Regions from separate parts of the Mus musculus genome. Here region 2 is linked to region 1. The links are chromatin contacts, called in public promoter capture Hi-C maps. All regions are on one chromosome and are shown on one strand. The core of a region is the stretch at or near the end of the contact, and the rest is flanking DNA. Distances in the headings are between cores, read along the strand shown.

Region 1 (5,059 bases), core at 1,336-3,835:
CTTCATAGGGGAGATCATTTGATACACAAATTATGTCTGGACTCAGGCTTCAAAATGAAGGAAAGGGAACACAGTTTGATCTTGACTAGGAAGAATTATCAGAAGAAGCAACCCAGTACTATCTAGGCAGCAGAAACAACAGCTCAGAATGAATGTCAATAGATTCTCAGGCAAAATGAGAAACAGAAAGATGTAGGATTTTCTTGAAGTAACAAATGTGATAGATCTAAGGGGAGAGGGAGAAATGTACACTGTATTGGTTCATTTGGGACAAAGTGGGCATAGGGTCTGTGAGATTCTCTTTAGTATTTACAGGATGAAAGTAACACTAAAAAAAAAATACTAAATCTTATATAGGGAGAACATTCTTGACAGCATGAAACTTCATAAAATTCCCCAACTAAATGAAAGCTGCTACAGAATATTTACTTGTAAATATAAAGGGTCCATTCTAGTGATAATGGAATACGTTACACATTATCTCGGCATTAGGTTCTTCTCTTCTAGAAGTGGGTGGGGAGACCCATGAGCATCACTTGCTGTTACAATGATCCACGGGCTCCTTCTAGATGATGGTTTTCTTTCACAAATGTTATCATATACCTATGGCAATGTGGGTGAACAACTACACATCATTTCTGGGTCTCCACAGGTATTGAGTTATTAAAAAGCCATCCTTCTGCTCTGTAGTCATGACTTCTGTGGAGAGGCTACTTGCAGCCACATTTACAAGGCTGTGTCTATTAAAACTCTTGAACCTACACAAGAACACATACTATTTAGTATGTTCTTGGTTTTAAATAATTAGTTACTTGTGGATGTAAAAAGTGCAGTATTCTGTGAACTTTTTCTATAAGCTTATTCATATGTATTTGTTCACTCATTTGCAAACATCCAAAGCTCTATTTACACACTAGGTGGTAATGAATTCTTGATTAAATCATCACTTACAGAGGTGAATAGCATTAAACTTAGTGCACTAGATGTAGAAAACAGCCATCAATGCTTGCCTAGAAATCATACTAATAAAAACAAAAGATAAACAAGAACAAAAATTTTTTTTTAGATCTTAGTGACAACATGGCACTGAAAGTTTCAAAGTCTGTCAAGTGCTGGTTCTGTGTGTTAGCACAGAAAGCTAAGGGAATAGTGACCTGACATTTAAGAATTTGGCAAGGTACCCCATTACAGAAACCACAGCTCTTGGAGAAGAACTTACTTGGTTGGGGGGGGGGGAGGGGGAGGTAAGGAAGGTTGCCAAAAAACCCACACCACGTGTCTGCCGCATGGCATGCACGCAGGTGATAGAAAATTTACTCCATGTCTACTAATACATCTGAACAAGAATTAAGAAAAATATAGATCTCCATAATTTTCCTTTTCTCCTCCCCAAATTAAGTCTCTTAACAAAAATAACAAAAAATATATTTTTGAATATTAAAAATATATATTTTCTTAGATAAACCCCTACTTGTCTCTTTTCTTTTTTTCCATAAAATTCTGTTTTACTGTCTTTTCCTAATTAAAGGAATGACATCAGAATAAAGAGATAAACAGCAGATTTTTCCATCAGATAATTTATCTCTGTAAGTCTAAAGCAGAAGATCCTGGAAACCAGACCTGAGGGCAAAGGACCCAGACCCACGCCCATCCCAGCCTCCTAAAAGGAGTCATGAGTTTACAGCTCATTTGTCATTTAATAAGGACAGAACAGGAAATTGCTTATTTTTTCTTCTTTTAACTGTCATATCATTTTTTATAGATGATTTCACATTCTAATTAAAACTTTTTCCTTAAAAATCCATCAAGCTTTCTTAAGGATGGCTTATTTCATATCAATTACAGTAGTAACTGTTAAAAGGTTACACAATTTAGCTCAGTATTCACATATATATCTGTAACAGTAGAAATGAAGCCCATTCAATAACAAATACTGGCTTTCTACCCTATCTAGTTACACCACATTGTGTGAGCTGGGGGTGGGGGGTGCATGCACACACATGTCTGTGACTGTCTGTATTTATGCATATTATACAAGTAACTGTACATGCGGGAAATCAATTGCATATTCATGAGAATGGGCAGTACTAACACTATCTCTGAGTTAACTTATCCATAAAAATGTAAGAGCACAGCAAAGTAAAAGTGCAACATCAGAGAGTGAAAGAAAGGGCTCCTAACAATTTCCTACAGCAGCCAAAACTGCTAACAAGACTCACATGATAATAAGAAAATGACAGTCTACTGACTTGGCTTCCTTCCACCCACCCTCACTGGATTGTCACAGTCTTCTAGTGCCCTACCCCTACACCCCACTACTTAGGTAGTTCAAATTTGTGATCTCTGGTTTCGGGATCCCTGGTGCTGGGACTACAGTTCTACACCACCACACCCGGCTAGTTTATACTACTTTTAATATTTTCAGAGGACTTCATTTTCCAAACTTTTCTGTTTGCTGCATTACACTTTACAACCTGAACAGTTTAAGAAAAATGGTAATGTTCAGAATTCTTCTATCTCTTTGTCCAGGGAAAAAACAATTGACTATCCTCTTAAATATCTGATCACACTCCAGCTGCTGGTGATGTGCAGCTGTCCTGACCCCATGGCTCATTGTAAGAAAAACCTCAAAGTCCTCCTGCACAAAGGAGACAACATGGGGTGGCTTATTTCTTTTTTCCCTCTGTTTCACTTAAAGATCTCTCTGAGATATAATAAAAACATAAGGCATAAAAGGAAAAATGGGCAAAGTGGATACGATGAAAATTAAGAAACTCAAAAGATAATCCACAGACTCACATAAAGGACTTGTTTTTGAATTTTTTAGGAAAACTATAGCAATCAATTTCTTTGGACTGGAGATGAAGCTTACTGATAGAGTCTTTTTTTTCTAGCATGCACAAAATCCTAGGTTTAATCCCAAATACTACAAAGGAAAAGAGAAAACTATTACAACTCACTAAAATTAAATTTAAAGATACATAAGTGGTCTGAAGAAGACAACCCTCCCAAAAAGATAACAGACAGCCAATAAATGCATAGAAGTTGTCCGGTATCAATCTTAGCCACCAGAGAGTGAAATTCAAAACCATTAAATCCTCCCTATGTCACACAAGTGACACTGACCTGGGAGTGAGGCTCTGGATAAACCATTAAATCCTCCATATGTCACACAAGTGACACTGACTGGGAGTGAGGCTCTGGATCTGGACTAAGTCAGTGCTCTATCATTACCTGCGTGGTTTGAAAAAAGTCACGTATGCTCTATAAAACAGAACTTCTAAAATTACCAAATTTATTACATTATGATTTCTAATTGAAAAAACATATATGAGAAAATGTGAACTACATACATATTCCTTTAAGTCCCTATAAAGATGGCTCTTATTCAATGTTAAATCAGTTAACACACTTTATGAACCTATTGTGCACAAGTACAGAAAGCAAGCTGAAACATGAAGTCATATAACTGATGTTAAGCCACAGGCATTGGTTTTACTTCACAGGTGGCAACATACACTAGCTTCAACTCAACTCAACAAAGGGAGTTCTCCTCACCAAAAAAAGCAGTGGTTAACTGTAGTGGCAAAAAGAAAAAATGAAGAAAGAAAAATGGCCATCAACTCATAAGAAAAGCAAAATCTAAAGATTCTTCCCTTCGCAGGGTAGTGTTTTGTTTAATCCCAACAAGAAAACAGTCCAAAATTGTGATCAATTTTAGTATGCATCACTTAAATTATCCAAGCACTTCCAGAAAAGAGCAGTTGTGTGCTTTAAAGGACGGCTGAAGTATAGCCAAAGACTAACACATACTAGCAAAAGCAAGATACTGGATCAATGGTGCAAAGTAGCTCAGGAAATTGACATTTCAACTATATATTCCTTAATTTCAGCACAGTATATGTAGTCTAAACAACTCTTCAGAACAAACGGTCCTAGGGAAACATTCTTTTCATACTAAATAGCATGTAAATAAACGCCCATCATGCCAACTCATGGTTTCACAATCTGTTTTCTTCCTTATACCTACTAGTATCTGCATTCTTTTTAAAGCTACACAATTCCTACAAACTAGGGAAGTTAGGATCTTTACTTAATGGTACATTAGGAGGATTAAATAACCAAAGGTGCCCCTTTTTCTTTTTTTTTTCTTTTCTTTTTATTAATTTTTATTAGGTATTTTCCTCATTTACATTTCCAATGCTATCCCAAAAGTCCCCCATACTCTCCCCCCCACTCCCCTACTCACCCACTCCCACTTTTTGGCCCTGGCTTTCCCCTGTACTACCCCTTTTTCTTAATATACCTAACTAAACTTTGAGAGAAAAAGACAACACACGTGTTATATCTCTTACTTGCATATGGTTAGAAAGTAAGAGATATAACAAACTGAACTTCTGCACACACCAAAAACTCTTCTTTCTGTTTTATTTTTTTAAGACAATTACCTTGGCATTACTTTTCAGATCATATCATTAACTTAGTTGCAGTAATAATGTAAGAAGACTAAAACAGTTCTAAGAACAGAAAAGTCTAGATTTCCTACAATGAAATACTTTCTCTTTCACTCTTAAATATTTTATGCCTTCTTACAGTGGGACTGACGAACATGCAGTCCATGTCTCAGTCTCACCTATTACTACTGCAGACTCTTCAGGTGAGGCTGCTGGCTGTCAGCCCTTGGTTCTTCACTGTCTATTCCCAGTGTGCCATCACCTGTTGCTGGATTTAAGCAAACTGACTCTTCTTCATTTCCATCTAGTTACTACACACATCTACTGAAGTTATTAAATTTGTAGTTTCAGTTCCATGACTCCATATTTTTCCTCTTTATCTTTTACTACTTCGCTGATGCTTTTAGCCTCACATTATTGCAAAGGTGTTTGCAACTGCTTGTTTAATATGTTAACTCATACTCATGATTTTAAAGTTTTGAGCAGGTAACTTCAAGCATGTGCATCTCCTTGTTATAGTTGCCTATTAGCAGATTTCCTAATGCAGCTTATTTGTATATCAAGAAATTTTGGATCCCTCCATTAGCATATCTAGCAACATTCTG
Region 2 (5,059 bases), core at 1,468-3,967, 240 kb after region 1:
GTGAAGTCCTGGCTGTCCTGGAACTCACAATGTACACTAGGTTCGCCTCAGACTTGGAGATCCACCTGCCTCTGCCTCTGCCTCCTGAGTGAGTGCTGGGATTAAAGGTGTGCACCACTGCTACCCCACTGAGGCAGAAGGGTTTATATGTGTCCTCGCTTTCTTAGAGATTCCATTCCTTTACTTGCCTTGAAAGACCCACAACATGAGGACTCCCCCACATTCTGACTCAGGAGAGGCGACACCCCAAATCACTCACGAGAAACGGTCTCGCTGCAAACTGCAAGAGGACTTTTATTCAAGAGCGCTTTTGGGCCCACAGTCATATACCACACAGGGGTAGAGGACCCCTGGCACCCCGAGTAGTTGGGTAAGGGGGTATTTAAAGGAAGAAACCACAACTCAAGGAGGTGGGGAGGGCGTTGTTGGAAAATACCAAAAATACCAGTTAAGAGTCATGAGGTGGTGGAAAGTCAAGACAGTTTTCTAGGAGCCTCTAACAATAGCACCTTTGCACAGCGGGTTCCAGCAAGAGTCAAGGCAACTTTCTTTGAATGAACGCTTCCTGAACCCAGGAAGTGGGTGGGTGGAGGAATGTTGCTATCTGTTTTATGATTAGCATGCCTTGGAGCATTGAGTCACAAAGGTCACATTCTTAAGCCTGGGCCTAAAGGCCTAGAATTTTGTTTTTAGGTTATACTTTTTCAGCCTTATAGCCTACTTGTTGCGTGTAATTTTAAAAACCTGTTACCAACCTTGCCTGGTGTCACAGCCTGCACTCCAGCCTCTCTGGGTTTAGCTCTGTGATCTGCCACCACCAGTCTCATTCAGCTCTGCCAATGACCAGCTGGTCATTTTTCCCAGGAGCTGCAATTGCTCCCCCAACCCTCTCAGGCTAACTTCCACCAGCAACTGCCCTGGCTGCCCTCTTTCTTCTCCTGTCCACCTTAGCTACATGGATAGAAAACATTAGACAGTTTTATTATTTTAAAGCTAGCCAGATAACTCAACAGCTGGGTAAAGAATTTCCTGCCCCAATTCTATCAGCCAGCTCCCCACAACCTTCTCAGTCCTTGCTGGCAGCAGAGGCTACAATAATTCTAAGTGTCCCAAGATCTACATGACTTCAGCTTCCCTTTCCATCCAAATCCTGGTCCAAATTCCTCTCTCCCTGTGTCCCTTCTCTTCTGGGACCTGCAAGTCCCACCATTTTTCTTTCGTCCAGCAATTGGCTTCCCCCCTTTTTATTGACACAATCAAGAACCAAGTAGGGATACAACACCTCCCTCTTTACCTACTCCTTTAGAATTCCAGGGTATCTTGAAGACCCACTGAAACATCCAACCTGAATTGAGCAATTACTGAATTCTTGGACTTTTTGTCCATAGCCAGCCATTGTTGCTTATAAGTCATTCTAATAACCCCCCTTTCTATGCACATGGATTCATTCTCTAAGTTCAGTTAGAAAACTAATAATATAGGTACCTAACACTGAGATGGTGACTGAATTGCTAACCTCTCACCTGACCACCTGGTGTCTCTTTCAAGGAAGTGATAGGCAGACAAATCCTAAATTCACAATACTGGGCTTAGCCCACCTGCAGTGTCCTCCTTCTGTCTTTCTAATGGATCTTGCTCCTCTCTGGCTTCTAGCCCCCTGTGGTCCTGTTCTGCAGCCCTAGCTCCACTGGCCTCCTATTGGGTTCCCAGATCCCTTCCCTTAGTATCTGCAACTCACTTTATATATGTATCAGCTTTCTGCTTTTGTCCTCTGAAATCTGCTGGTCTCTTTAAACCTTTTGTACCCATTCTCTAAGTATGAAATGTATTGAGCTAGTAATTAAGACTGGAATAAAAGAAGCTTTGATCGCCGAGAGCCTGGTATCTATAGACACTGAGGCTATTTGATAGAAGGTAGCTCATAGTATTTGAGTTTATGTGTATCTGTGTTTTTTTGTCTGTATATATGCCTGTGTGCCACTTTAGTGTCTGGTGCCTACCGAGGCCAGAAGAGGGCATCAGATCCCCTGAACTGTAGTTGTGTGCCACCATGGGGTGCTGCGAACCAAATTAGGGCACTCTAGAAAAGCAACATGGGCTCTTACTCATTTTACATCTCTCCAGCCCTCGTTTTATTGCCTCTTTCTTTCTTCCTTCCTTCCTTTCTTTTTTTTTTTTTTAACAAAATCTGACATCGTTCAAACACACAAATGTCCATCTACATTTCGGACATAACATGGTGTCTGTTTCCTTACAGATCCGACTTACGATGAAGTATTCTTATAAATACATCGGCCATTTTTTTCCACCTCCAATTACGGATTACTATTCATACAATAGGAGTGAAAAAGATACCCAAACAAAAACGTACTTTCCAAAAACAACGTGGTACTATCCTGGAAACTCATCTCCTTTTCCTCTCACACCCTTCCCCATGCCCTTTAACCCTCGCACACGGAGAAGGATGGAACTCACTGCTGAGTGCCTACAAATTCTAGGCCTGAGGCGGCCATGAGCGCCACGGCCTAGCTCAGCCCGGTCCCCGCGTGTCCTCGCCGGCTGCTAGGGCCCGGCCGGCCCGGGCCTTCGAGGTCCGCAGCACGGCGCATATGGCCGCGCTCGCCTCCCGCGTTGGCGGGAAGACTGGGAGCGCGGACGCGCGAGGCCAACCCGGAGCCTACCCATGAGGCACTGCGCCCTGGCTCGCGACAGCCCCCTCCCCCCTCACGGCGCCCAGCAGCCCCGCTCCGCGATGGGAGCCGGAGCGGCCTCGGCGTACACAGCCCGCGCTCCTCCCTCGCCTCCTCCTCTTTCTCCTCCTCCTCAGGGCTCCAGTCAGGCCGAGCCGCTCCGCTCACGGTAAGCGTCCCCCGCCCCGCGCGGCCGCCCGCCCGCCCGCCCGCGAAGGCCCTCCCGCGCGGCCGCGCCGCCGCACTCCGGGGGCGCAGGGTGGGGGTCTCGGGCCGCGGCGCGTCGGCGAGAGCGCCCGGGCCGGGCAGGGCAGGGGCCGGCTGCGCATGGGGCCGGGCCCGCCATCTTGCCGGGCCTGGCGCGGGAGGGTTCCCGGCGCGACGAGGCGAGGCGGCCGGCGGCGCGGCGGCCCACAGTACAGGGCCGCCCAGCCGTCGCCTCGCCTCGTCGCCTCGCCACCGCGCAGATCCTCCCATCGCTTTCTCAGCCCGGCTGTGCTCTCGGGGGACGACTCCCCTCGGTCCTTTGTACCTTGTCCGCGGGTGTGTGTGTGTGTGTGTGTGTGTGTGTGTGTGTGTGTGGCGGAGACCCGAGCTCACAACCCAACCCACTCGACTCTTCACGCAAGAGCAGAACCCCACTGGCGTTCGCCATAACAGCCACAGAGGCCTTACCTTGTGCTAGACGACCGCTCCTATCTAGCCACCTTTCTTGTCAAAGGAATGTCCCCACTCTGCCATAGCCCCGCTATTGTCTACCAGAGGAGGGCTTTGAGGAGAACCGAGCCTGACAGATTTTCCAGCTGTGCGTTGCAGGTTTCACTTAATAAACCACAAACGAGTGGTCGCGCTGAGGTTTTAGCCTGCGCAAGAAGATGGTGTTTTCACGACCAACCTGCATTTGTAACCCGTTAGGAAAGAAATATGCTAGGAAAAAAATGGACGTTAACCTGCTGCGAGCATGGAGACTTTTGGCTTCACGAAGAAAAAAAATTTTTTTTTTAAATAGTCCGCCATACTTAAACATTTGGCTTTATTTTCAAGTTTGGACTGAATCATCTAAATACTTGGACGTCTTTTAGTGCCCTTAACCATAAATTCACACGATGGAAGTAAGAGTTTGAAGGTACAAAACCCTTCCCTTGGCATCTGTGTGCTATCTTGTTTTGAGAGATGACTGTACCAACTCAAGTTGTTTGGATGTAACTGATAGGGTGAAGGGACCGGGTTGGAGGACCTTGTGCTTTTTGATGGTCCACCATCTGCACTAAAGCCATCCTTGAGTTTGAGTGGTTGTATCTGTCATTGGTGTCAATGTTTACCTTGGGCTACTTTCGGAGACGTTTTTGTTGGCAGAGCAGTTTTGAAGGTCAGCCTCAGAAATGACGATGAGAACGCTTGGCTACCGGGGCCATTACGGAACCTTAAGTTTTAGGACTCCTCATTCAGCTCACCTCAGTATTTTATGTCCCATTTTCACTGCAGTGAGGTTCCTGAGAATAGGTGAGGAGGCACAGGCCTCCACATTTGAGAAACTCCGTTTGCCATTAGACTCTAATTTCTGGATCATTTGTTATCTTTAGATGTTATTAGTGGTCATGTTCTTTCCAAGCACACTGGGGAGTTGAATATAGCATGTTCAGATGCCTACCACCTAGTGTGAATATTTGTAAACATTTTGTCACATTTGCTTTGTCTCAGTCTGCTGAATATGTGAATGATTGCTAAAGACGTTACAGTTCACCCCTAAGTACTGGATATGTATATCAATAAAGAAAAGATAAAGGCCACTTTCTCTATACTACCGTAACAGAATACCATGGTCACACCCAAGAAAAATATTTGCTAAAATGCATTTAGTACATAAAGTTAGGGCTAAAAAACTTGAATACATTCAGGCTTAATTATTTTTTTACAATATTTCATAAATCATCTGGAACACTTCATATTATAAAAAGTGGGGAGACAGTATATGATTAGTAATTCTAGCTTTAGTCTCAGTTAAAATGTTGACTATTGAAACTGTTCCTTTTGCAATTAGCATGTAGTCTGGCATAGTTTTAGTGCTTAGTATGAATTCACCTTCATCTCTGGTAAAATAGAATCCATTCTAGGAATGACTGGAGTTAGGAAGAAAAGGAGCAGTTTTGGAGACTAGAATATGCTCAGTTTAATCAATTTGTAATTGGCCAGTCTGGTGGGGCATGTTTTTAATCCCAACACTCTGGGAGGCTGAGGCAAGTGGATCCTCCTATGTAGACTAAGCCAGCAGGGTGGTATAGTGAAACCTTGTCTCAAACAAAAGCAACAAAAACCTTTGGAATTGTCTATCCCTTGGTAAGGCCTGGAGAACAGTTGGAAACTTGGAA

The links. Promoter capture Hi-C pulls out the DNA fragments that hold promoters and counts their contacts.
Region 2: a contact with region 1 is called in a promoter capture Hi-C map of the HPC-7 cell line. The contact joins the promoter of Zfp280d here to the enhancer-like site in region 1. A contact is called at or near these places in 2 of 39 promoter capture datasets (the HPC-7 cell line, HPC-7-derived erythroid cells and neural stem cells), 2 of 115 datasets of contacts at active chromatin or transcription factors (acute myeloid leukemia and embryonic midbrain) and 2 of 9 other capture datasets (adipose tissue and liver).

What each region holds. Positions count from the first base shown.
Region 1 is chr9:72,035,151-72,040,209 of GRCm38.p6, forward strand. All of the region lies in intron 3 of Tcf12 (transcription factor 12), which reads right to left. Among named protein-coding and RNA genes, the nearest start is that of Tcf12, 74 kb to the right of the region's middle. Within about 2 kb of position 2,586, at least 20 of the 459 cell types and tissues checked have an H3K27ac peak or open chromatin away from gene starts, as enhancers often do. A contact at or near this core is called in the HPC-7 cell line, where this site is marked.
Region 2 is chr9:72,272,171-72,277,229 of GRCm38.p6, forward strand. It overlaps Zfp280d (zinc finger protein 280D), which reads left to right and starts at 2,718. Exons shown (of 22, transcript NM_146224.5): 1 at 2,718-2,859.